2 separate regions of the Capra hircus genome follow, and region 2 is linked to region 1. The links are chromatin contacts, called in public Hi-C maps. All regions are on one chromosome and are shown on one strand. Each heading gives the region's core, a stretch centred on a gene start, on an enhancer-like site or on the middle of the called end of the contact. The rest is flanking DNA. Distances are from core to core; before and after follow the strand shown.

What was found. A called contact is a pair of places that touch in the nucleus more often than the background predicts.
Region 2: a contact with region 1 is called in a Hi-C map of liver, with 3 times the contacts expected there. The contact joins the promoter of GSTK1 here to the promoter of EPHA1 in region 1. A contact is called at or near these places in 3 of 5 Hi-C or Micro-C datasets (blood and liver).

Annotation. Positions count from the first base shown.
Region 1 is chr4:13,789,949-13,792,853 of ARS1.2, reverse strand. It overlaps EPHA1 (ephrin type-A receptor 1), which reads right to left and starts at 1,465. Exons shown (of 18, transcript XM_018046839.1): 1 at 1,302-1,465; 2 at 224-291. The coding sequence starts at 1,392.
Region 2 is chr4:13,942,253-13,944,952 of ARS1.2, reverse strand. GSTK1 (glutathione S-transferase kappa 1) reads left to right here and starts at 1,385. Exons shown (of 8, transcript XM_005679551.3): 1 at 1,385-1,536; 2 at 2,036-2,117; 3 at 2,316-2,444. The coding sequence starts at 1,465.

The DNA.
Region 1 (2,905 bases), core at 216-2,715:
AGGGAGAGGAGGAGCCAGGCAATGAAGCTTTCCCCATGGGGTGAAGCCTGACCCCCCGCCAGTCCCATTCAGGAGGCTCTGACTCACCTCCCCTCCCCTCCCCCTCCCGGAGGAGACACTTCCAGTTTTTCCAGCTCTTTTCTCCGCTCCTCCACCCACCTCACCATCCCATTTCCCAGTGGCCTTCAGCCTTGAGCCACCCCAAATGCCCCCTGACACTCACCCCATCCTCTGGGGGATCCAGGAGCCAGCCCAGCTCTTCCTGTGCCTTGCTAGTATCCATTAGAGTGACTGAAGGTGGAGAGAAAGGGGGCTGTCATCTCTGGGGGAGGCCCCACATGTGCAACTCACATTCCTTCTCCTGGGCCCATAGCCCCGAAGCTTCAGCACCCTGTACCCTCACAGCTGTAAGTTCCTGAGGTTTAGGGGAGGAAAACCTCCCCAGAAGGAGGATTGAAGAGGAGCTCCAGCGCTTAGTCTGTCTTCCTCCCGAGTGTGAAGGGAGAAAGGCAGAGTGGGGCAAGGGTTGGAGGGCTGAACCTTTGGCCAAAGTCAACAGCAGGAAGAGCAGTCCCAGTGAGGCTGGGCAGCCTCTCACTTGGTAGGGACCGTCAGGTGTAGAAATGGAGGGGCGGATGGACAAGAGAGGAGCTTGGCTGCTGGGGATTGTTGAGTGGGTGGGTAGAATGTGGACAGGGGACTCTGGAGGGGCATCCTGGGTGGGGGAGCTGCCTCCCCTTGGCAAAGGGCCTGGCCTGCCTGTAATTGAGGTGGTGGAGTGGGGTACAGGCACAGCCACGAGTCCGGGAAGCGGGGATAGCAGGATCACAGAGCATGCAAGTGTCCACAGGAAAGGCTTGACCTCTGCAGCCGGGAGCCCCTGCACCTAACCCACCCCCAGCTGCAGGTCCCTCTGTCCCCGGGCTTAAGATGGCATAAGGGGACTTCCACCTCCGACTTCCGAAGGTTCAGGTCTCTGGGTTGGGAGCCTGAGGCTGGGAGTGCTTGGGAATGGAGAGTCCCCAAGATTGCTGGGGTGGGAGGTTGCTTTCAGCAGAAACTCACTCTCCACCCCCACCCCACCCAGGAGCAAACTGCTGGCCAGAAGGGAATGGGGTGAGTGACCCGGGAAAGCAGCTGTTTGGGGTTAAAGGCCAAAGACTGGCCTGGCCAGTCGATCGCCGGGCAGCCGGGCAAAACAAGAGCACTGGAGAGGGGCTGCGAGGAGAGGGCCTCTCTGGAATGCCGGCTCCCGGAGGAGGAGGGGGTGGGGCGGGGCGGGGCGGGGCGGGGGTCTGTACCTTCCACGGCGCGCGCCCCCGGGGGCAGCGGGGCGCAGAGCAGCAGCAGCAGCAGCAGCAGCCCGAGCCCCAGGGGCCAGCGCCGCTCCATGGCGCTGGGCCGAAACCTGGGACCGCGGCCCGGACGGCGGGGCCAGGTCGCGAGAACTAGGCTAGCCCGGCCGGCCGGGCGGGGGCGGGGAGGGGGCGGGGCCAACCCCCGGGGCGGAGTCCCGGCCTCACCTGGATCACCTTCTTAAAGGGACAGGAGGGCAGGAAGGAAACTTGTAAAACAGGCCATAAACTTCAAAAAAACCGGAGGCGCCTTGACCGGAACGAGACAGCGGGCGCCGCCTAGTGGGTGGGATTGGGAATCGACTTGGCTTCGTGCTCCTTTGGACCCTAAACCCATCCCTGTCTCCAACCGGCCTTTGGCCTTTCTGCACCCTGGTGTCCCCTCCCTTCTCCCTTTCTTCAGGGCCCAGCGCTGTAATAGACACCGGGAGGGGGAAAGCAGGGTAAAGAGACACGTCTTGATGTTCCCGTCGGGGAGGCTTAGGTGACCATCATGCAAGGCGAGGTCGGTTGGAAGCAAGTCCGGGCGGGGGCTCGGTAGGTGAGTCTTGAGGGAGGAGACTTGGGTGAGCTGGGTTTTCTGGGTGGCAGAGATTGGGCAAGGCGTGAGCGAAGGCCCGAGGGCAGGGAGCCTCAAGGTGCCTCTGGGAGTGGTAAGGGACCAGTCTGACTGCTGGGCTCAGGACTATCGTCCTGGGAACCAGGCGGGAAAGGCAGGTGTGGGCCCAGGCAGGGAAGATCTTGGTAAACGCGTGAAGGAGTTTGCACGTTAGTGCGCACTTTACAGAGCGATGGGAGAAACTGGTGAGGGCTTCTGAACGCAAGTGGTAACAGGAGCTAATGGTGTAGACAAACGGCCCTCGCCCCTGTTGGAGACTTTGTTGTTTTAGTTGTTCAATCGTGTCTCACTCTTTGCGACCCCTCGGACTGTAGTTTGCCAGGCTCCTCTGTCCATGGGGTTTCCCAGGCAAGAATACTGGAGTGGGTTGTCATTTCCTTCTCCAAGGGATCTTCCCGACCCAGGGATCAAACCCTCATCTCCTGCATTGGCAGGCGATTTCTTTACCACTGAGCCACCTGGGAAGCCCACGTTGGAGAGTGCCTCCCAGTATATTCAATACATGTTTCTTCAGTTTCCACTCTGCTTGCGAACAAGCTCTGAAAGCTTCAAAGAAGAATCCTTGCTCTAAACAAACTATTGTCTGAGGAGTGTTTGCAGGGGCTGGAGCATAAAGCAAGAGCAGAGATGGCTAAAGTGACAGATGGGAGGCACACATTAGGGGTGACAGTAGCTCCAGAGGGAGTGATCGCCCACTGAGGACCGGTGGTCAGTCCATGCCTGGGGCCTCCCCTTCCTGCAGCCTTCTCTGGCTCCATCTCATCTGTCTGACTCATTCATAGTTTTTCTATCCTTTGAATTGTTGCATGTTTTGGTCATCGTGGGGGAAGGGAGGTGGTGCGTTTTAGGTGCTTATTTTGTTTCAAAAAACTAATCCTTCTCATGTTTCTTTTTTTACATACAGATAAGGACAGGAGGAAAATGGCTCATA
Region 2 (2,700 bases), core at 136-2,635, 150 kb before region 1:
CATATGATTTGCCTGCTTTCCCATGAACTTCTGTTCTTTTACTTTGTTGATTTTTTTCAACTCTTTCTACACGAGGATAACTAGCTTTTTGACTGTGAAAACGAACCCAAATATTTTTCCCAGTCATTTTTTCGACTGGCTGGATTTTGCCATATTTTTTTAATTTTATGTAATTGTATTAAGTGTTCTCTTTTTACCAGAGACGAGGATGAGACAGGCTGGGACCTGGAATCGTTTACTTAAGTGCTGCAATGCTTGCACTTAGACACACCTCTCCTGGAGCAACAAAATACAAGGAACCAGGCTCCTCTGTCCACAGGATTCTCTAGGCAAGAGTACCGGAGTGGGTTGCCATTTCCTTCTCCAAACAAAGAAACTATCTGGGACTAAACATAACTGCATGTATGCACAGGGCAAATTCTGGACAAAAGATACAAAGAGACCAAAAAAACCCAACCGCCACTTCTAAAGGGCCTGGCGCAAAAGCTGGGGTTTGGAACCAAGAGCTGGGTACTAAGCATGCCTCCTGTACACACCACCACCTGAAGGGTGGACAAATCACCTAAGCTACACCCCCCCCCCCCGCCCTGATCCCTGGATACATCCCTACTTCACCCCACATTAGGAGCCAGCTTGGTGTGGTGGGGGGCGGGGGGGGGGGCCGGGGCACACTTGGGGAGTGAGCAAGGGAATCTGTGGTTTGTTCAGGAACACCCCCTCCCCCCACCCCGCCAGCAGGAGACCCAATGACGCCTTCCCTGAATTTTCTATCAGGCCTCTGATCCATTTCTATTGCATAAAAAGCACCAGTGGTCACGAACCCGCCTGCCACTGCAGGAGACCAAAGAGGCGGCTCCATCCCTGGGCGGGGAAGATCCCGTGGAGTAGGAAATGGCAACCCACTCCAGTATTCGTGCCTGCGAAATCCCACGGACATGGAGGCCTGATAGGCTACAGTCCATGGAGTTACAAAGAATCGGACACGACCGAGCACGCTCCCACGCAGAAGTTCGAAGGAGGACAAGAACTCCGGTCAGCAACAAGCCTTCTCTGGTTCAGAGAGGTCAACAGGCTTGCCAGAGGTGCACAGCTAAGTGTAGAGGCGAGCATTTCAAACCTCGCCCCTTTGCCCCACACTCCTCCCCAGGGCAGGGTAGTCACACCCCCCATCCCCCCGAACAGAGCGGGTGAGCACACCTGCGAGCTCCCCAGGGGACCCCCTCACCCTCGCCCCCCGCGGGTGCCCTCAGGGAACCCCCCCCCCCCCCGCCCCACACACCAACCGCCCACCGGACCCTGTCCCGCGGGCGGATTCCCCCGGGAGGAGGCGCGGCCCGGGCGGGTCGGGGGCGGTCCTCGGGGGGAGGTGGGGAGCGGGGGCGGGGCCGCCGCGCTCTGCAGGAAGGACGCAAGCGCCGCGGGTTTCCGGGGGCCAAGTTCGCTTCGCGATCACGAGTCTGCAGCATGGGGTCCGTGCCCCGAACACTCGAGCTGTTCTACGATGTCCTGTCCCCCTACTCCTGGCTGGCCTTCGAGGTGACGCCGGGGAGCAGCTTCGCCCGGGGCTTGGGGAGACAGAGGCAGAGGGAGGGGTCAGCAAATAGCACGGGGACCTCGGTCTCGTGAATTTCCTGGCAGTGCCCTACGAGGTTTAGGGCAAGCAGGTAGAGAGCCAGGACTGAAGGTCACTTTGTTGATAAACGGGATATGGTCGCTGGCTCCAGGTGGAAGGAACCTTTATGTCTTAGGCTGGGGTTTCCCATACTGGCTTGGAAGATGAGCAACTCCAGGATCCAGAATATAAGCCCTCCGATGTCAGTTTTGGGGGGTGGGGTGCAGAACAAATAAAAACTGTCCACAGGAGCAGAGATCCTGGAATTGATAACTAGGAACTGAGAGAGTTTTGCCCTTTCAAACCAAATTTAGGGTGTCCTCCTAACCCTTTCTCCGCGCCTATAGACTGGCTGATCAGTGCCATCAAACACCCTTCTCTCCCTCAGCCCTTTTCACTCTCCGTCTCCGTCCCTCCCTGCAGGTCCTGTGCCGATATAAGAATATCTGGAACGTCAGCCTGCAGCTGCAGCCCACGTTAATTGGAGGGATCATGAGAGACAGCGGTACAAAGGCAGCGGTGTTTTTGGCGGGGATTAGAGGGAAGACATTTCAAACGTCCAGGGGAGCGGCCCTTCCACTGGGTCTCCTTATTGGCGGCAGCAGCTAGTAATATGTCCGCTGCCTGAAACCCAGGTAGGTGCATCCCCTGTCTGGGACCCTCGGGTGATCTCTCATCAGTAAGCCCAACTTTCCCCTTGCAGGAAACCAGCCGCCAGCTATGCTTCCCCGCAAAGCCGTATACATGAGAAGTGACGTTAGGCTCCTGAGCCAGCATCTCCAGGTTCCCATCCACTTCCCCAAGGATTTCTTCTCTGTGATCCTTAAGAAAGGTGAAGAGAGTGGGATATGGATGGAGCATAAGGTTTCAGCAGTGGATTTGGCGATTTCAGGGCCAGAAAGGAGGGGTTTCGTTGATTCCATTAAGTGAAGGAAACTTTGGGAAAGCTCAGCATCAGAGCTGATCATGCAGAAGGTTGTGGAGACAGAAGGGGAGGGAGAGCAGGATGGATCAGTGATCAGAAACGCAAATGGGAGGCTGAGGGTGATGGAGCACTGGCGGGGGCGGGGGGGGGGATGAGAAGGAGG